Regions from separate parts of the Capsicum annuum genome. Here region 2 is linked to region 1. Evidence: chromatin contacts called from public Hi-C data. All regions are on one chromosome and are shown on one strand. The core of a region is the stretch at or near the end of the contact, and the rest is flanking DNA. Distances in the headings are between cores, read along the strand shown. Region 1 holds the start of LOC107840809 (transmembrane 9 superfamily member 11). Region 2 holds the start of LOC107840858 (probable protein phosphatase 2C 27).

Region 1 (5,445 bases), core at 2,776-5,275:
ATATGAGACTCGTAAACTTAAAAATAAGACAGATTACCTGCTACAGCCGACAAAAGGTGACCTAATCATGCAAAATTTTACACTAACGATGTATATAACTTAAAACTCATTACGATTACTCATGGTGACCTTCTTGAAACGTGAGACTCGTAAGCTTGAAAATAAGACAGATTACGTGCTACAACTGACAAAAATTGACCCAATCATGCAAAACTTTTATAACACTAGCGATGTATATAACTTAAAACTCATTACGATCATACATACTAACCTTCATTTTGCGATTTTTCCTCAAATGTATCCGTTGATTCACATAGTGATATGCGGTTAGTTGCTTCGATAAATGGAGAGAATTCAAAGAAATTGGCCATATTAAAGGTACTAATGAAGATCTTGATGACAAATTACAAGTATTATTAGTACATACTGTAGAAAATTTTTGATTTGAATAAATATTGTTATAGTTATTATGAGTAGAAATGTGAGGAAAATTCATAGTTAGTGAAGTTATCATAGCCATAGAAGCAAAAAAATAAAAAATAAAAAAAATGGGAAGAAAGAGTTATGACAATGGCAGATATTAACAGATTAACTACCACCACAAAAATCAATGAAATGATATTTGGGCTTTGACCCGATTTAAAAATGGGCCTTGAAGACTAATGAGATTGGGCCTGTTAAATGAGCTATGGGGTCACTATTTAAATTTTGACCTCGTTAAAAAATGATGCAGAAATATCGTTTTTGCTAGAATCGAAAAATAAGTTTTGGGAAGTCGTTAGGATTTCTTATTTGATATTGAGCACGACGTGTATTAACAATAAGTTATGGTGATCGTTAAAATTTGTGGCTCGACTAATTGTTAGTATCTTTTCGATATGTGTGGTTGAATCCTTGACGATTAGATGACAAAATTCTATCGATTATTATAACTTCAACATGATTTTTTGCTGCAAAGTTGATTCAAATCGATTCTAAATGACTTCAAATTTAATATACATTCTCTTAATAATAGTCCCAATAATCTTTATTGTTTGTCCAAATACTTTTTTGGCCACTGCAACAATAACATACTCAGTGTATTCCCACAAAGTGAAGTCTGGAGAGAGTAAGAGAGTAAAGTGTACGCAATTCATATCACTGCCTTGGATAAAGTAGAGAGACTGTTTCCGATAAACTCCCGACTCATGACAGATTACAGTAAAATGTAATAGAGAATATAATATCTAGAGACTGTTTCCGATAGACTCCCGACTCATGACGGATAACAGTAAAATGTTACAGATAATATAATAACTGACATAACATGCCCAATGTAACTGCTCAGGGTAGAACGTAAGACGTTACCCCTCCTACCTTCTGGGTAGAGAGGTTGTTTCTGACGGACCCTCGTCTCGAAAGAAACAATCAAAGTATGATTATAGGGAGAGAAACGACGTCAAATAGCATGATATATACAAGCAAATGAAGCATCAACAATAATAAGAAATGAAGAATATGATGAAACTTTACTTTAAAAGAATTTAACAAAACTTCAGGAGTTCATTGTTTTCTCTTCCAAATACCCTACAAAATGACATTAAAAGTAAAATAGAATATGCCTTTGACATCTGCCCGCTGCTCTTCGATGGCGCTCTTCAAGACGACGAGACTTCATCAATCCAGCTTCACTGATGAGAACAAATAATGTACAAACCAGAAAGAGGAAAGGAACCCGACGGTGCCTGTTGCAAACATGATAGTCAAGACCATGACGAGGGAGTATCCGAGGTAAAGGGTGGCGGAGACAGGGCCGCTTAAGCTCTTGAGGTCGAAGATTAGGTAGTTGATGGAGTACAGGAAAATGTATATAGCGACTGAGCCGGAAGCAAAGAATGACTTCCACCACCATTTCCAGTCCTCAACACATAGATGCATGTAGGTTAGGACAAGAGACACCTCAGCACAAACGACGACAAGGAGGACCATAACGATGAGGAGGAAGCCGAAGACGTAGTAGACACGACCCATCCAGAGACTGGACATGATGAAGAAGAGCTCGATGAAAAGAGTACCAAAAGGAAGTGTGCCTGCACCGAGAACCAAAAGCCAAGATGGATATTTCTGTGGTGGAATTTCACGTGGAATCTGGTTGGTTCGGACTGGATATTCAATGTGAGGTGCCTTTGCCCCAATGTAGCCACCGATCATTGTTAGGGGGACGGAGATACAGAACCAAAGTAAAATGAGAATGACAAACAACGAAAAGGGAATGGCCCCTGTGCTGTCACTACCCCATAACAAGAAGTTCAATACGGTCAGTATTAGGAAAGCAATTCCAGGGAAGAAACAAGCAGCCTTCCACGCAACAGAAACCCATCCCTTATGATCACCGCAGCAGATTGTCCTCCAAAGACGAACGGAAACATAGCCAGCTGCAACACCAAGAATCATGTAAAAGAATAACATACCTGTAATCAATGTTCCTCGAGATGCTGGGGACATGAATCCGAGGGCAGCAAACATAATAGTCACTACAGCCATCCCCAAGATTTGAACTCCATCCCCAACCATCGCGCAAAGAAGACCGGGATTACTAGGGGCACGGAAAACATCACCAACAACAAGTTTCCACCCAGATAACTCCTCGTTCATCTGTGCCTGAGCTTCTTTGTCCAGTTCATCATACCTCGCAAGATCCCTCCGGATTGTTCTCAAAAAGATCACGAGTACAATACCAGCCAAGAAAGTGATCACCATAAGGGAATTGAGTATCGAGAACCAATGCACCTTTGCACCTTCCATCTTCAAATAAGCATCCCATCTCGATGGCCACTTAACATCACTCTCAACAAAATTCACCTCATAACTAAAACTCACAGGCTCATTTTCTTTAATAGCCATAGACACAGTCGTTGGATCACACTTAATTGGAGATGGAATCTTACCATACATTTTAAGATTCTTCAACGAATCAGGCGTATGCTGAAAACTACAAGGTACAACCTCAAATCCAACAACCATATATCCAGGTGCATCAGACCCTTCATTTCCAACCGTCGATATCACCTCCGATCCATCCCCGGTTCCCATCACACGAGCCACATTCGTCTCCTCAAATTTATGAACAAGAACCGTAAACTTCAAATGATTAAACACATAATAAGCATCCTGAACCTTAATCCCAACCGGATACCCCGTCCAACGCAAGAAGAAATTATCCTTCTTCGTATACCGAATAGCAGGTAAGTTATCAAGAATCAAATTAACCTGATACATCTCATCAATCCTCTCCTTCAAAAGCTTAAACTCATCACTAGACAAAGGTTTAGTTTGACACAAGAAAACCTCAGTCTCATTTGTATACATCTTAAACCTATAAGGAGAATTCTCAATCCTATCACCCATAAGTAACTCACCAAGATTCTCAGCACTATCCTTAACACCCTCCTTAGGCTTACAAAAAGGCAAACTATAATAACTATAAGGCAATTCAGTATCAATAGAAGTCAATGAATTAACCTTAACATTCAAGAAATCACCAACCCCATATTTATGTGGATAACTACCGGGCAAATAAAACCCATAACCCAATTCACAAACCAAACAGATACACAAAACCCAAATCTTGAATTTATCAAAAGACACCATTTTTACACCTTTCTTGATCAGATCTAAATGAATGGCCAAAAGGGGGTTTTCTTAATACAAAGATAAGTACTTTAACAAAAGGGCATTCAATATATTCAATATATATCAAGATCTATGTATAACATGAAAATTAAATCAGATCTGATTAATATTGAAACCAACACAATGATAAAAATTGAATCTTTTTTTTTTTGTTAAAAAATCAAGATCTTGCTCACCTCTTATGGAAGAAAATGTGTAACATTTGAGCTGAGGAAGATTTGAGGAAGGTGGTGGAAATATAAAGACTATATGACTAGGGAATTTATACATACATATTATACATTTGTATTTATTAAATATACATATATATTATATATTTGTATTTGTTACTTTACTTCGTCGGTGGGAGACCTTGGTGTAGCATTTAGGCTATTAATTAAATGACTTATATGTCCTTACCATAGCAACGTGATCGGCGTAATTTCATAAAGTGAAATCTGATTACGTAAATCTACAACATGTCGTTTGAGAAGAATAGAGTGTATATCTAGACGTTTTCTCATTGACTTTAGTGCGCCCTTCTAAGTCGGCGGTCTATCGAAAACAGCTTCTTTACTTTATTTGAGGTAGTGACATGGACTGTGTACACTTTATCCTCCCTAGACGTCATTTTATGAAAGTAAACTGGATATGTTGTTGTCGTTGTAGACTTTAACGCGTCCTATGACTTGTATAAATTTTTATTTTTATTAATTTTGTGCTCTAAAATATGTATTTTTGATTGAAACAGATAGTGTATATACGAGGAATAAATAGTATCTAGCGAATACTAGAAAGTATGACTTACGAATCGTAGTTACTAATGTGACTTGCATATTGTAGTTACTGAATAGATTTATATGTACGTGTTGACACTTACAAATCGCGTATGGAGAATGCAACTTACAAATTGTATATGAGCGATTTTGTAAATGAATGTTACTAAATATATACGTTTTACAAATTACATTTACTGAATATGACTTACATCAAGTATATGCGCACGGTTGGAATGAAACTTACGAATTGTAAGGCTATACGACATGTTTAGCGAATGTGACTTACAAATTGTATTTTGATAAGTCATAGTTGTAAAATATGACCTAGGAATCACAATTACTGAATATCATTTATATGCATATACTGATATTTACAAATCCCGTTTATTAAATATGACTCACATGTACTCTATATGTACGTGTTGACACTTACAAATCGCGCCTGAAGATGCAGCTTACAAATTGTATTAGAGCGATTTTGTAAATGGATGTTACTAAATACGCCTTACAAATGACATTACGACTTACATTGTATGCATACGATTGGAGTGAAACATACAAATTGTAATTCTATACGACACGTTTAGCGAATGTGACTTAGAAATTGCATTTTGATAAATCATAGTTGTAAAATATGGCCTACAAATCACAATTTCTCAATATCATTTATATGCGTTTACTGATATTTACAAATCTCATTTACTAAATGCGACTTACATGTACATGTTGAATATCATTTATATGTATATATATACTAATATTTACAAAATCTCGTATATTAAATGCGACTTATATGTACATGTTGAATATCATTTATATGCATATACTGATATTTATAAATTCCATCTACTAAATGTGACTTCCATGTACATTTTTGCACTTTCAAATTACATCATTACCATGATTATTATCAAGAAAGAGATACATGTACAACAAAAAAAAATGATTAAATGCTACTTATGTGTACACTTTTGACACTTAACAAATTTAAATTATTGCCAACATCTATGTTTTT
Region 2 (5,201 bases), core at 2,326-4,825, 280 kb before region 1:
AAGAAAGTGAAGGGTCGATCCATTATTCATCGAGTTTCAGACCGTATACCAATGGTCCTAGCTAGCTCGGATTTTTGATTATTAATTTTTTTTTTCTAAACTGAGAAAAATAAAAGGTGTTGTTGGAAGATAAAATTAAAATAAAAATAAAAAATAAAAAGAAATAGCTGGAGCTGAAACAGTGTACAGATATGTTGCCATTCTTTTGGGATTAGGAAGATTTTGTACATAATAATAATACCATGTACTATAATACTCTTTATATTATATTGATAATCTATTAATTATTGAGGGGCACCTTACGCCGCAAATTATATATCGTGTTTTTACGCACCTCATAAGAAATATTACTTAAGAAAATCTTTTAAATAATTTGATATGGAGATATACAATAGTAGCTCATGCTAAGACTTGTTTTACTAATCTTTTCTATTAGCTTCTAAACTATTTATTGTAGTAATTCTATTTTTTGGTTTGATATTTTATTTTAGATACCAAAAATAATTGGACAAAAATTTGGCCACGTCAAGTTCCATGAGCTACATTTTCCACCATTCACTATAATTTAATGCAACAAAAAGAGTTAGATTCTTGTAGTAGAATTTAATTGATTGAATAAATTCCAATAGCAATGGAAATTTCTTAATTTGGCTTTGACACTTTCCCTTCAAAAATAAATGAATTATTTTAGAAATAAGAATTAATTGTTTTAAATTAGCAAACCTTAAAAATAATTTTTTTAAAAAAAGTGATGAAAAAGTATAATATAAGTTGTGGAAAAAAATGATTTTTTTTTTAATTTTTTTTTAGGTGGTGATGTAAGGATCAATCAATCCAAGTTGTCAACTTTTTTGTTGCTGGTGGTTTTTTATGACCATATGCCAAATTCTTGATTGGTGTGGCTATGATTCTCATAGGCTTATGGTATGGGAGGAGGACTAGACATGATAATATTAATCAACTCCCCCTCCCCAATATTTCTAAATTGAAAAAAACAAAAATAATTATTTTTATTCATTTATGTGATATTATTTAACCAGAAACAATAGTTTAAAAAGGTTGGAGAAGTTATTATTTTTTCAAAATTTCTGGTTTTTATATTTTTATTTTCTATTCAACGTTCTGTATTTATATTGGGATCCGATAAAAGTAAACTACTTCTTAACAAAAATAATTTAAATTCATACTCGAATACGTAATTTATAATTCAAAATGAAGGAATGCTTAATACCCTGCTAGGCACCTTGAGTGGTTTGAAAGATTGGAATACTAAAAGCCCTCACTATACTTTTTATTATACAAAAATATCTAATGTCACTTTCTTACATCATCAAAAGAAAAGCAAAAAAGAATTAAGTATCATAATCTCTTCCTTTTTGTACCAAGTTATTATAAAAATGCTATAATTATATCACTTTCCAAATTCGTGGCCCAATAATATAATTTTTCATATAAAAATATGGAGCAAAAATCTTATGTTACATCATATCCAATTGCTTTCACACTGACTAATTACAAACTTTGACTCTTAATTAATCATTATTACTTTTAATTAGGGCAACACTACTCTTCTCCAACAGCTTTTTCATTTTGGTAATAAGTATATATAAATTTAAGTAATATAAATATAATGTGTATACATTCTAACTTCAATATTCTACGTTCATATTACTCTTAATTAGGTTATAAATTGTTATTGTAGTTAACAAAAGAAAGTACGAGAAAATGATTATTCTATCTAATTCAATTAAAAAATATCATATACGGCAACTACTATATATAACTATCACATATTATTTATGTGAATTTTTCAAGCGTCATTGGATACATTTAAATCGAGCTAAATATATGAAATGTACGTAGAAAAAACATAATAAAAGAAATTCAGTAATAACACAACATGGATTATATGTCAAGATCTAATTAATACTATGTAAGAAAATGAAAAATCAAGAACTAACTCAAATGATGAAAATTAACTCAAGAAAATGAAAAAGACAATATTATGGGGATAGTAGAATAATTATAATTATATATACTAGAAAGAAAACAAAGGAACTATTTTTAAACACGTTTATTATATGGTATTAATTATTTTATGAAATAAAAAAATAATAATGGGTCATAAGTTGACAATTACTTTATTGAAAACCTAAAACTTTTGTATAATATTATACCACGTGTTTCATATAGTAGAGACGTTTCATTAAGTTAGGTATGTCATTCCTTTTACTCTTTTTCCTCACATTTATTTCTTATTTTCTACTCTTTCATTTCTTGATTTGCATTATTTAGAAAAAAAAAAAAAAAAAAAAACTAGCACGATCAGATATCTGTTACAGTTATTTTCTATAATAACATTATATAAAGATCTCTATATGTAGCGCGTGATAAAGATTTTAAATAAAAATCAATCGAGACTTTCTCTACAATCTCACGAAGATTTTTATGTACTTGTCTAAAAGTATAAGTGAGATTTTCGATTGTGTATCTAAGAGCAAATCAAAAAAAGAAGAGTTTGGTCCAATATTTTAATTTAAATATGGCTCGATCGTGCGTTGCTAGGTTTGAAAATGACATCGGGCGAGAGCGCTGCTATGTCCTCTAACCTTATTATACAATAAAAAAAAATGAAAAACTCCATTCATCATACTGTAACAATAATTTTTTTGAAATCAGTTTTTATTTGTGATTCTATCTAGGATACTCAAGTATTTTGGAGTCCTTCACATCTTATATATAACATTATTAAAGGGATAGTAAAGATATTATTTAGTCATGAATATATATATATTCTTTAAGTAGTACTAGAAGTTTGGTTCATGAAATTAATTTAAATTGAAATATATGAGTATTTTGTAAACCATATGTTTGGTTTTACTATAGATGGATATATAATATATAGTCCTTTCCTTCTCATTCTCTTTGTCCTTCCTCTTTTATCAATCAAAGAATTACCTTTTTTGTACCCCAAGTATATTGATTGTAATAACAAACAAGTTATAAGCATTCACATGGTAAAGAAAATGGTATCAAATATAACAATATGTACATTCACAGACTACTATAATCAGGCGTTTATATTAAATCAATCAATATAATTTACCATAAGTAAATAACGGAAGACAGAATTAGAGTGTTGGTAACTGATTCGATTGAACCTATTTAAAACTTTATTTATTGATTACGTAGAAAGTACTGATGTTTTACTAAATATATCATACAATAACATATATTATCAATTTATTCATTTGATGTAAATATATTTTAATGAAAGAAAATTTAAATCAATATCATAATTGTAATATACAATCATATGTACATATAAAATACAAAATAATATTTCTTAGTCTTTTTGCTACTTTCCTAAGTTTGACAATGACAACAAATTAACAGGAAAAAGAAGCCACTAGTACCCCAAAAAGTTTCCTATAAAGTTGGTACTAACCAACAAAAATTAAAAGAAGAAAGAAAAATCTTCACGAATAGTCCAGTGATCAATTAAGTAGAAATAAAGCGAGTCAAAAATTATGACGTATCAAGTTTAAAGTATAAATTTCATAGGTGACAAAAACATTGTACAGTAATTATTTTTATATCACTTATTAAAATTAATGGAGCGCATCAAAGCTGATTCTAACATCACCCTTATTAAATAGAAAAATAGAAAATCCCTTCCGTTTCATTGCTTTCACATTAATACAGCTATTGCTCCACTTTTTTCTGGAAAAAAAATAAAATAAAAAAAATCTACGACTCAAAGTTTCCATTGTCTCTCTTCTATATTATGTATGTATATGTATTAGTATTTGCATTACACAGTAATATATAATCTTGATTAATCAATTTGCTGTTCATATTCCAAGAATCTTCACAAAGCTCTCAGCAACTTTTTGTAGTGAAAAAAATATATTCCAATTTGGTTGTAATATATAAGAGAGAAATGTGTGTGCAAGATTCAGAGGAAGTGAGTGAAGATATGGAGAATTTGGAGATTTCCAAGACTGATTGTAGTGAAAAGATTGGATCTTTACAATTAGAAAGTGAATTTCCAAATACCCACAAAGAGAAATTTGAAAAGAATTCATCTTCTAGCTGTGTTGTGATGAGAAATTCATTCCCAGTAAGGATCTTTACCTATAATTATTCATTGCTCAAGTAATTTTTCCATATTTTTAGGTATTGCTAATCCTTTTAGCTCTTTCACTTGTTGGGCAATGTTTTGTTGGCATGCTGTTTACACTACATGTATAAGGTCAAAGTTTTTTGTTTTATGTATGTATGAAATGAGCTTAAATGAATTGTTTGGAATTGGAATATAGTTATTGTTGTTGTTGTTGTTGTTGTATATATATGGTATGTGAATTCCCTTAATCTCTTGGGGTGTTTACTTCTTTATATTTTGAATCCCTTTAGTTTGCAAATGGATGTTGAGAGGTCTTACTTGTTAACAACAATAACAACATACCTGGTATGATCGCACAAGTTGGATCTGGGGAGAGTAGGATGTACGCAGACCTTGCCTCTACCTTTGTGGAGTAGAGAGTTGTTTCCGATAAACCCTCAGATCAAAAGAAAGAGAGAGTTGTTTCTGATAGACCCTCAGATCAAAAGAAAGAGGGAGGTGTTACTTGCTAGTATAATTAAGTTGGGATCTTTTCAATAAGTTTGCAAGACTTAATCTTTTTCTGGTATATATATATACAGGATTCAGATAGTTCACTCCAACTTATTTAGATTGAAGTGTACTTGTTTTTGTAATTATGTTTTAGAGATGTTCTTTGGTTTGAAAATGGATGTAAGGGCTATTAGTTGTTAGTATAATGACATTGGTCAATTTAGCATTGGTCGATTTGGGATTTCATCCTCTAATCTTGCAAGATTTGATTTTTATTCCTTTTAAGGTGTAGTTATAATTGGAGATGTACTTTGAAGGAACAAGAATTGTGCAGTTTTCAATCATAGTTTATTATGATGCTGGCTTGGGGCTTTCATGTTCCTCTACTATTTGCTACTTCAGCATGTCTTTTTCTTTGTTTCTCTTTTTTACCTTTTAGGTTTTGCCACTTTTGTTAGATGGTCTATTTACTAATTATGGGTAATTATCTTTTGTAATTTCCACTTCTTGGGATTCTTTTTTTTCTGGTGAAGTGTGGGACTTGGTAGACCTTTTTATCTGTTCCCACAGTGTTACTGGTCTT

The links. Hi-C and Micro-C count contacts between places; a contact is called where the count stands out from the background.
Region 2: a Hi-C map of leaf shows a contact between it and region 1, with 4 times the contacts expected there. The contact joins the promoter of LOC107840858 here to the promoter of LOC107840809 in region 1. A contact is called at or near these places in 4 of 5 Hi-C or Micro-C datasets (bud, leaf and placenta).

The regions. Positions count from the first base shown.
Region 1 is chr9:217,851,932-217,857,376 of UCD10Xv1.1, reverse strand. LOC107840809 (transmembrane 9 superfamily member 11) reads right to left here and starts at 4,025. Exons shown (of 1, transcript XM_016684740.2): 1 at 1,490-4,025. The coding sequence starts at 3,630. The coding sequence ends at 1,657. LOC107840810 (adenylate kinase 5, chloroplastic) reads right to left here and starts at 580. Exons shown (of 19, transcript XM_016684742.2): 1 at 272-580. The coding sequence starts at 520.
Region 2 is chr9:218,126,951-218,132,151 of UCD10Xv1.1, reverse strand. LOC107840858 (probable protein phosphatase 2C 27) reads left to right here and starts at 3,575. Exons shown (of 4, transcript XM_016684794.2): 1 at 3,575-4,123. The coding sequence starts at 3,944.